Linked DNA regions of Mus musculus: region 1 is linked to region 2. Evidence: chromatin contacts called from public Hi-C data. All regions are on one chromosome and are shown on one strand. The core of a region is the stretch at or near the end of the contact, and the rest is flanking DNA. Distances in the headings are between cores, read along the strand shown. Region 1 overlaps Eya4 (EYA transcriptional coactivator and phosphatase 4). Region 2 overlaps Eya4 (EYA transcriptional coactivator and phosphatase 4).

Region 1 (5,435 bases), core at 1,328-3,827, 86 kb after region 2:
ACATTTTAATTTACCTCCTGATAATATTAATATGGTTCTAATGCATTTTAAAGTGTCATTTAGCTTTAAAATATAAGGAAAACCTGCCATTTACAACAATATTCATGAACCTAGAAGATATGGCGCTAAATGAAATGGGCACAGAAGTCAAATTATTATAAAAAATCTCTCTTACATGTTTTGAATTGTTGACTAGAAATAGAAAACTAGCAATCAGAGATGAGTTGGAAGTCCATGAGGAGATGTGCATCAAAGAGTAGAATTGTGGTTATACAGGATAAATAAGCCCAGAGATCTCTCCTACACCATGATGAATACAGTTAGCAATGTTGTATCTTACTAGAAGTTTGCTAAGAGTATAAATTCTAAGTGTTCCATCAACCACTCGAAGCAAACAACAACAAAGAGAATCTTAAGCCAAATGAAGAACATGCTAATTATCTCAAGTATTGTGTGTGTGTATGTGTGTGTTAAAATGCCTGCTTCCTTCTTGGTCATTTGAATGACTATTAAAAGGTACAGGTCTCATATGCTTTTAAAACACTTGAAACACAACTACATCATAGCAGTGTTACTAGTATTTGAAAACAGGAAGTTCTGAAAGCAGCTCAGTAGTGGGGTAGTTGTGTAGATTTTCAAGGCTTTGAGCTCAAGTCCAGAATGGCAAGGGAAGTAGCCTTGAGGAAGATAGTAACACATAGCTACTAAACTCTGTAGATTCAATATGTGTAATTAATTTAATGGGATGATAAAGGGATATATCAGTGCTTGCCGAAGTATGCCAATAAATCTGCAAGAGCCCCCCCCCCCACTGAAAACAGTACACAGAAAATAAAACTACAATGTGCTGTTGTGTGCCCTTAGTGTTTATTTCTTTTCCCAAATACTAGTCTAGTACACTAGGATGTGTTTCACATTAAAATGTAAGTAGATTCTTCCATATGAAACAATATACACCAGACTGAAGTACATTGTGCCTTGTTAGCATTTATTCAGTTTTGTTGTGTTTTGTTGGGAATATAGAATTGCTGTTTCCTAAAAGTTAGAAAGAAAAACGATGTTGTGATCCCTTTAATAATTAGGAAGTGGATTAACTCAACCTCTTTCATTGAACTACTTAAGTTCATCATTGAATCTGGAATTCTCTTTCTCCCCCACATTTTATCACATGTTTTAATGAAGCCGCACTACTAAGCAATCAGGGCAGAGAGTTCCTAACTAAAGGGAAGGTTTTCCTCACAAGAGGTTGATAGTTTAGTCCTGTAGAGAGAGTCTGTGTGTGCTAGGCTGAGAGAGGACTGGACTAGATGTTGAAGGAGAGGAAGGGGTAGAGGTAGCCAGTCTGGAGCAGCCCCAGACTTGGAAGCACAGACTAGCTGTTGCTTTCTCTAGAGCCTTCTTTTGCCAGTAGCTCAGAGTTCAGCCAGCTTTACCAGAGCAGCCCTTCTCTCCATGCCTAAACAAGCCAAAGACCTTCTCTGACCCAGGTGAAACGCAATCAGAAGCCTCCTCGGCTCCAGTAGGTTTAGTTTCCTAGATTCAATTAAGTGGAGTCTACTAGGAATTTGTAAATCAAATAGTGAACTTTTTGCACATTCAGCCAATTTGGGATTTCAGTGTTTGTTATACCTTTTTTTTTTTTCCTGAAAAAAGGATGGAAATACAGCTGCTTTCTTCTTTTTTTTCTTCCCCTCTCTTTCACTATTTCCCTCCTTTCTTTCTTCTTTCCTTCCTTCCTTCCTTCCTTCCTTCCTTTCTTCCTTCCTTCCTTCCTTCCTTCCTTCCTTCCTTCCTTCCTTCCTCCCTCCCTCCCTCCCTCTTTCTTTCTTTCTTTCTTTCTTTCTTTCTTTCTTTCTTTCTTTCTTTCTCTCTCTCTCTCTCTCTCTCTCTCTCTCTCTCTCTCTCTCTCTCTCTCTCTCTCTTTCTTTCTGTTTCCAATTTCCCTTATTTCTTATTGAAGTCTCTCCTGTGTTCTTAACATTCCTAGACTACTGTCTGTCATGAAGTTCAAGTCTGTTTTCCAAAGGGAAGATTGCCAGAAAATCAAATGTTGTGGTTGCCTGGTTTTCTCTAGCATTCTTTGGAGGTTTTGCAAAGGAGGTAGAGATAGGGAATAAATACATTGACCAAAATGAAGAACTAACCGTGAAAACGATATCAAGATGAGCTTTTACTTACGGATGACACAAACGCTCCCAGAAGTACCTTTCCTAGCTTTATGCTGTAGTTTTCATTGCTGCTGGTAGTTTGGATCCTGCTAATAAGCATTTATGACACAAATTAGGAATGTATTACTAGAACAACACAATGTGCATGCTACCGGCCTGTGTGGTGGATAGGTCATTACTCCTCTGACTTTTTGAGGAAAAATGTTCTCCTCAACATTTCACTTGTAAAGTAGTGAAGATAGTTCTCCTCCCAGAGTCTGTCTCCTCGGGGGATTCTGCAAACACTTTGGATAATGAGTTGGATTTGTTGAGAATTCTTTCATGTGGTTACATGGCAGATGGACTGACTGAACAGTCATGTGAGGGTAAGAAGAGAAACACTTCTGTGTGGTTTCTGGATTCTGCATATAAGACTGGGTAAATCTTAGCAGGATTTTAGTTACAGACGGGCTCGGCAGGGTTGCATCACAGAGGCATCCTGAAGTCATGGGAAAGCTGAGAATCAAAGTGATGGACTTTGGGCATGAACTTACCATGTGCTGGGTGGAGGTTTGGGGAAGTTCCTTTAATTCACTAGCTCCACTTTTGAAAGATTAGGCAGCCCATTCTCAAATGGTGTACACTTAACATTAAGCAGTCTCATTTGTTTCTAGGAAGTCTGATCATTTTGCACAACTAAAACCTTTGTGACATTGCCTAACGCCCCCTAATTACTCTCGTTAGTCGTGACATGAGAATTAGTCACAGCCTTCGTCAGAGCCAAGTTCCTTCTCCCCATATGTGTGTGATTGAGGGTTAATTTGAGTTCTGTTGTCAAGGGGTTTGATGCTGGTTTTGACTGCGTGTGCTCACGCACGAGAGCAAGTGTGTGTGTGTGTGTGTGTGTGTGTGTGTGTGTGTGTGTATCACTTCCAGTGAAGAGCAATTTGGTAAGTAGTAAAAAAAAGAAAAAAAAAAAAAGAAAAAGTTCACCTTCACTAGCTCCACTTTGATCTTGTGAAATCCCTTCTCAACCTGGGTTTAATTGTGAGTGCAATAGAATTGGTGGCTCCATGATTCTTAGATCTCTCTGTGTAGCTGTCAGGTTACATACAAGAAAGCTTAGCTCCTGCTGGCACAGAAATCCTGAAGTCTGGATCACTCGCCAAGGGATGAAGCCAGCGTGTTGTGGAAGAATCTACAGCCCCCACATTTGCTGAGGCACTAGTCATAACTGCCAAGATGTTGAAATAACCGAATTAGTCATTAATGTCAACTGACTGTCTCCATCAGATTAGCCTATGCACATGACGAGGGGCACTCTTGGATTGTTAGTGGATCTAGGGAGCCCAGCCCATTGACTGCAGTGTCATATCTAGGCAGGTGGCTCTTTGATGTAGAAAAAGGTACTGAGCAAAACAACAGGAGCAGAAAAGCAGAAATACCCATCCAGTCTTACTACTGGCATGGTGTATAAATAATTTTACAGAGTAGAGATGCTGGTGTGAGCTTCCCTGGTCTCCCACAGGCTCTCTGCATGGTTGTCCTGTGCTGTACAGCAAACCTTAGCTACCTGTGGCTGCACTGGTGTAAGACGGTGAAAACGAAGGAATCGGCTTGCTTCTCAGTGTGCTAGTCTCAGCTCAGTCGCTCATTGGTTGAGTGTAGCTAGTGCCCACTGCACAAGACAACACATCTAAAAGGACATCCCCATCATCTCAGAAAGTGTACTGGACAGCACCACCCACCACAGAAAGAAAACAAATCGAAATTGTTTGTTCTTCAGTTCTCAGCCCTTTGATGGTGTTTAGGTCAGGATGCCCCCAACTCCTCTGCCTCCCACCCTGTCATTTAGCAGCCCTTCTCATCCTCACTGTGCTTGAGCTGACCACACAGCTCCTTAAACACCAGCAGTTGCTACCCCAGGACCTTTGCACATGCTGTTTTCTCTCCTTGATACTCTTCCCCTGGTATCTGCATAAGTATTTCTTTCAACTCTTACTTCTGTTCCTTCACTGAAGACCTCTCACATAATGTCTTCTTTTCCTGATATACTATTGCCAATGGCATTTATTATCACACAGTGTATTGATTACTACATCAGTCTTTATTATAATCTGTTTCTCTTAATTAGAATTTAAGTCCCCACAGGGAAAATTTGTTAGTGTACTTTAGCATCATCCTTTCTGCTTGAGAAATCAATGAGTTGAGAGTGCTGGTGTGCATCAAAGAGCTAGTAACTCCTGAGCATGGTTGTTGAAATCGGTGTGCCAGTCAGGGCTTCCTGAAGAGGCCAGGGCGAGTTTGTAAACAGTCTTAGGCATTTTACAAATTTGCTGTTGGCTACTCCACTTCACTCTCTATTCTATAGATAATGTATTTCAACAAGAACCTGGTGATTTCTAAGAGGTGTTTTCATTCAGGGTTTCTGTTTGGGAAGGTTGTGGCCAAATGGTCCTGGTCCATTCATTCTTTTACACAACAGATGCACAACACCCTTTCATGAGCCAGAAAACAGGGATTAAAAAACCTATTCCCTACCAACTCAAAGTCTACTTGCAAGGCAGAAGTCACAACACTCTAGCACTGTGTGAAAAGAACATTGAATTAGAGAACACAGGGCAGACAAACCAGCAGGCAGATGCCTCTAACCCATGAGAGAAAGGAGCTGCTTCCAGGTGAACTGGGCTCATAGATGAGGAGGAACCACGATGGTGTTGTCAGGCAGAAAGCTGGGCAGGCTTAAAAGCATCCACACATGTGAGAGGGGGACTGAGAGGTCACAGCAGCCTTTGAAACAGGAGTTCCAATTCCCATTTGCAACCTCACAGGAAGAGCCAAGGGATGGAAAGGTAGCTGGAGGCAACATGTGAGTGTGGAAGGATTCCAGAACTCACCAAAAGTGACTCCTGTTGGGACTGAACCCACGAGGGCATTTGTTAATAACTGAACACCCTGAAAATTAATGTCTTATTTTATGCTAGAAAAAACTTGATTAAGATGGTAATTAAAATTTTTCACTATGACTGAAGACGAAGAAGATGAAGCTGTTAGTGGTTGTTATATTAGGTAAGAGAACTGTGTATATTTCCTAACTATATTATCTGTGCCATACTAGATTGATAATATTAAAGGAGTCTGTTGTAAATGTTAGAAGACAGGCATTGAGAGCCAGGAGCCTCTGCTGTCTCAATCCAGTTAACACTGGGCAGTGTTGTATGAAGGGGCCTGGGACAGGGAGAGGCTCATGGTGAGGACTGGCTGGATGAAGGACTGGAGCATGGGCAT
Region 2 (5,559 bases), core at 2,794-5,293:
CCAAAGAGGACTTTCTGTTATTGGTGAAGCTTCTGATCATGTGACCAGGAAGGGACCACAGGCCAGATTTGACAGATAAATTTACTTTCATGTCCTAAATACGGGGCTCCTCTTTCACTCCAGCAACCTTTTTATGTATCTGCTCTCTGGATAACATCTCTTTTTATGCCTAAGTGTTACCCACACATTAGTTAACTGTGTCTTTATTGATTAACGTAAATCAGAAATAAAACTATGAAATGATAAAAAGTAAAGGTTAATCTTATGCACCAGCCATCGCTTCCCACATTTATATGCACCCACCCACGCAGTCACGCATGCGTACCCATGCAGGCACACATAGCACACACTAATACATGCAGCACACATACACACAGAAATCAACGGGTGTGGTGAATTACTAGCAGTTGGTATGGTTTTTCTCTGTTATGCTGTTGGACCCAGGTATTCCACATAATTCAAGTAGAAAGGCTGTAATCCCACTTACCTAGTACTAATAATTGATAAAGACTTAAGTGCATTCGTTAGCCAGGAATCTGTTAGGCCTTCGATCTCTGCCCTTAACTGCAGCCATGCATCCCTCTTAGCAGGGCCAAGGAGTCCTGAAACACCGGAAAAAACAGGCAGTCAGGAGGTGAACACTGCCTCTGGAATAGGAAGTTTGGTGTCCCTTCTGTCTACAATAAGTAATTTTTATTTTGGTTTTGTCATAAAAAGGTACAGACATATCAATATGGATTCATCCTTTCAGAAGTGATTGGTCACTATTTGTTCAGTATTGAGTTCTTTTTAGACAATATGTAGGGGTCAGATTCTTGGCAAGATACTCAGGGACCCCAGTTTTCCTCCCTGTCTGAGACTGGAATCTCACACAGCTGCTGAAAGGCTCGGCAGCTTCTGGGCCTGAGTCCCACTGATGAGGCTGGGGCATGTCAGTCAGAGGAAGCGGTGGGGTTCCTCCAGCAGGAACACAAATTCACCACGTAGAATGGTCTCTTCAGAATCATAGTTCTGCTTTGGGAAAGTAGCCCCAGCATCGACACAGCTGTTGCAGTGCTTGCCAAACCGGTGCCTGCGTTTAATGATACTTTATGGTTTTTTTGTTTTTTTTTTTTTTGTTTTTGTTTTTGTTTTTTTTTGTTTTTGTTTTTGTTTTTTTTTTTTTTTAGAACTAAATAGCTATGTTGAAAATCCAAAGGTGTTCTATCCAACTATAAGAAGAGGTGGGAAGAAATAGGTAGGTTAAATTTTACAGAGAGGCTGGGCTATCTGCCATTGGTAGCACACATGGCTGGTATGCAAGAGGCTCCAGACACTGACAAGAAGAAAAGAAAAGAAAAGAAAAGAAGAGAAGAGAAGAGAAGAGAAGAGAAGAGAGAAAAGAGAAAAGAGAAAAGAGAAAAGAGAAAAGAGAAAAGAGAAAAGAGAAAAGAGAAAAGAGAAAAGAGAAAAGGGGGAGGGGAAGGGAGAGGAGGGGAGGAGAGAAAAGAGAAAAGGAGAAAAAAGAAAAGGAAAGAAAGAGGGAGGGAAGAAATGAAGGGAAGATGAAAAAAGAAAAAAGAGAAATGCAATCTAACCTTGCTTTCATGATAAAATGAGATCACATGAACATCCATTCAAAAGGAAGGTTTCTTACTTAAATTGTATTTCAAACACTGGGAGCAAGGACAAACAATATGCAATTATAGATATTTAAAATTAAAGCTACTTTCTAGAAAGTCTTATGTTTCCACATTTCAATAAAAAGAAGCTAATAACTGACAGAGAATAAGCTCTCATATTGATTAAATTTTCTAAGGTAGAAGATGATATGTTATCAGTCTCCCCAATTTTAAAAGAGTTTAAACAATACTCTATAAAGGGGGTATGAAAATATAAATGATTCAAACAATACTCTGTAAAGGGAGTATGCAAATTAAATAGTTTTATACTTCTCAGAGGGATGTTTAGTTTAAAAAAGTTTAAACATACTGTTTACAATTATTTTAAAAAGTGTCTGGGACAGAGCCTTAGAGTGAGTTAGGAGCTAAGCAGGAACGAGAGCCACATGGTGTCAGTAGAGCCTGCAGGGCTCAGTTATCTATGTGGAAATGATGCCTTCCCTGCAAAGCTTCCTGTCATTTCAACTGTTCATAAGTCTGTGACTCTGCCTTGTTTTTTACAGTTGCTGAGGGTTCCCTGAGCATCTGATGTGATTCAGTGTTAGCAAACACAGGAAAACAGACACGCAACCCCATCCTCAAGGTGGAAACAGATGGGGGCAGTGGGTTCGCTGTGGATGGACATTATATTTATCTTACTCTAGGGTGTACGTGTGAGCATACACATAGAATGCGTATGCGTATTTAGAAAATTCATTTTCTTTTGGCTTACTTTAGGTTTTTGTTCCTCAAAGATGCTTCATTTTAAAAGGAAAACAAACAGCTTGCTGGAAGAGTTGTGTGTGTGACTCTGGAACTAATCTTGAAAATGCGTTGACCTAAAAACTGATTCTAACAATAAAGACGATCCATTTTTTTTCCTGTATCTAGAAACACAGCTAGACTTGCAGTCTGAGGCTAAGGACCTCAAATTATATGAATAATTTATTATAAAATTATAAGTATAATGTGATTTAGATACTACCAACAGTGTATTGGAACTTTTAAAATCCAAAGATTACAGAGAGCACTATGTCCTATGTAGAGATACATTGTCAGACGATTTGTGAGGTTTTTTTTTTTAAACATCCAATAGATCTGTTGCACATTTTGAACTTTCACAAACTGCTGCATGAATATTCTCTCAGAGATTGGCACTAACTGAATAATTGTGGCTCTTATCTTTACAAGGACCTCTTGAACACCTCCTTCACTTGTCTGTTTTTTGTTGATAATGTCAGAGTAATACAGACGAAACAGAGAAAACATCCTAAAACACAAGGTTTCCGCAAACGGCCAAGTCCTTTTTCAGGGTGCACTGAACGCTTCCCTAGTAATCCCGAGAGCAGAAATCCAGGCTCGTTGCTTTTCAACTCGAGCCTTCATGGTTGGCTTTCCTTCATGGTTTTCTTTCCAGTAGCTAATTTCCACTGTGAAACTACAGCTTGAGTGTCAGAGTGCTGATACTGGGTGGAATCGGCCCCACGTACCTCCAACATTGTTCTTGTAGGTGTTATATAATTCCTTTACTCTTCTGTAACGAAAAGCCAGCTTCCTCATCCAGTCCACTCCTCCTCTCACACCTGTTGGCAAACAAAGGTTCGCACTACTTGCAGCTGCATGGAAGCCATCAGTTGCAAAACTGTAGGTACTGCAACACCCAAAATACATTAAAAAGAAACAGAAGAAATAATTACATGTGCAAAACTCCATAGCTGAATTTCTGTAGGAAACGGAAGACTGAGAGCGCAGCTTACCTTAAGTCCTGACCATTGTCGTCGGAGGAAACATCATCTATATGAACTTGATCACACTCCTGGGAAAAGGGAACAACAGACATTACCTATCACCCAAATGTGGCTAACACCTTCAGGTTTCCCATCATCCCACAGCATCAGGCTATGGCCACGAGGTGGCAGTATGGGTCCATTCTGCCTTCCCTCTGATACCTGCTTTCTTAAGCAGGCAGGGAAATGGTACCACCTCTTTGAGATCTAAATCCATAAAGCAGTCTGAAAACTTGGGGTGCTTTGAAAAATAAGTTTAATCTTAACATCATTGATAAGAATAGCTCTCTAATCTTTGAGACCAGTGCCCTTGCTAAGCTGAAAGTCTGCACCGTGCCTGGGGTCCAAGCATCTGAAGTGGTCACTGTTTCTTATTATTCGCTTGGTGGAAGTGGAGGGGTCCTGACCTCAGAACACGGCGTCTTGTGAGCTTTCCAAGACTTCCTGCTCTTTGCTGGTGTGAAGGTGTCATTTTACTTAAAGTCCTGGTTTTCTGATACAGAACAAAGGTAGTGGCCATAGAGACTGACACCTTCTTTCATCGGGCTTTAGTGTTTTTTAAATGTCAATGAATATTAGTAGTCTTGAAGATTTACATACCAAAAGCAATACAACCTCCAAGGAAAATAAATTTGTTAAGTTTGCCCACATTGGATCTGATTTCAAGTTAGAATTTGCTTAACGCAAATAGGGGCTTCCACATAGAAATTGGGCTCTTAGAGGTTCAAAAAATCTTGTTCTGACTTTAAATGATCTGCAAGGCTGCCGTGAAAGATTTCGTGATTTGAGGCAAAATTTGCTGAAGAGATTTAAAATGCCTAGCTCTCAGAAGAGTAAGTCCACAATTAGCAGTTACAAATGATCATAATTCATAATAAGTCAATGAGAAAGCGAGATGGAGAGAAAGGGACAGAGGGAGAGGGAGGGACAGAGACAGACAGACAGAGACAGAGACAGACAAAGACAGAGACAGGCTGATTGGCAGGGGATTGAAGCTAGGCCTGCACATGCTATGCAAGTGTTTTACTACTGACAGTGTTAACATTTCCCAGCTTTTGGGCCACTTCAAATGTATTATAATAGACCTGGAAGGGTCTGTAATCAAGTACCAAATGTAGAGTCTTCAGCCCCCACTCAGGATGTATTAACCCCATTTCAATGGACTCAGACTACCTTTAATGGACAGACTTGGAGGCCAAGGAGATGGCTCAGCAGCTGGTACAGAGCAAGCTGCCGAGCCTGAGGACCTGAGCTTGCGCCCAGGAGCCCACATGTTGGAAGGAGAGAAAGGACTCCCACAGCTTGTCCTCTGACCTCCACATGTGTGTGATGTGCACTGCGTCTTTTCACAGGTAAGTAAAACAAATGTGAACCAAATAAATAATAAGACACAAATTAAGCGGTGAGCACAGTCAGGAAAGTGTTCGTATGTGACTTCAAAATGTATTTGGGATGGAGAGGTGGCTCAGCATTGCAAAACATTGCTGTTCTTCCAGAGGAATCAGGTTTAGATCCCAGCACTCCTGATGAGGCTGATGCCTTCTCTGGGCACTGTATACACAGGGAACACATAGATACATGCAGGTAAGACACCCATAAATGTAAAATGAAAACAAAAACTTCAAAAATCTGCGTGTACTTACTCTAGAAGTTCTAAGGTTTACATAAATTACCAGTTAGTGATTTTCAAATAAACCTTTACCTATGTTCATAGGTAAGGGCTGAGGGGACTTATTCTACCTGATGCAGCTGAGGGTGCATGTGGGAGAGACAACCAGGATATATGGATTTTTAAAGGCATGCTCTAGAGGCAGGAAATAATCAACCCAGGCATTTGGGGAGTAAACAGGTTGGACAAAAAACTTAAAAACTAGAAGAAAGGCATTTATACAATGGGAGATATGCTCAAAGTATGCAACATAACTGGTTGAAATGGGCTTATATAGTTGGGCAGTGGTGGTACACACCTTAAATCCCAGAGCTTGGGAAGCAGAAGCAGGTGGATTGCTGAGATTTGGAGGCCAGCCTGGTCTACAGACAAAGTTTCAGGACAGCTGGGGTGCACAGAGAAGCTCTGTAAAGAGGAAGATGAAACAAAGAAAAGAAGGGAGAAAGAAAGAGAAGAGAGAAAG

The links. Hi-C and Micro-C count contacts between places; a contact is called where the count stands out from the background.
Region 1: a contact with region 2 is called in a Hi-C map of cortical neurons, with 2.0 times the contacts expected there. The contact joins two enhancer-like sites. A contact is called at or near these places in 3 of 484 Hi-C or Micro-C datasets (cortical neurons, cranial neural crest and embryonic fibroblasts) and 1 of 9 other capture datasets (adipose tissue).

The regions. Positions count from the first base shown.
Region 1 is chr10:23,200,729-23,206,163 of GRCm38.p6, forward strand. The region is part of intron 3 of Eya4 (EYA transcriptional coactivator and phosphatase 4); the gene reads right to left. Among named protein-coding and RNA genes, the nearest start is that of Gm24655, 36 kb to the left of the region's middle. Within about 2 kb of position 2,578, at least 60 of the 459 cell types and tissues checked have an H3K27ac peak or open chromatin away from gene starts, as enhancers often do.
Region 2 is chr10:23,113,423-23,118,981 of GRCm38.p6, forward strand. It overlaps Eya4 (EYA transcriptional coactivator and phosphatase 4), which reads right to left. Exons shown (of 19, transcript NM_001347372.1): 14 at 3,398-3,456; 15 at 3,131-3,291; 16 at 488-602. Among named protein-coding and RNA genes, the nearest start is that of Gm24655, 51 kb to the right of the region's middle. Within about 2 kb of position 4,044, at least 4 of the 459 cell types and tissues checked have an H3K27ac peak or open chromatin away from gene starts, as enhancers often do.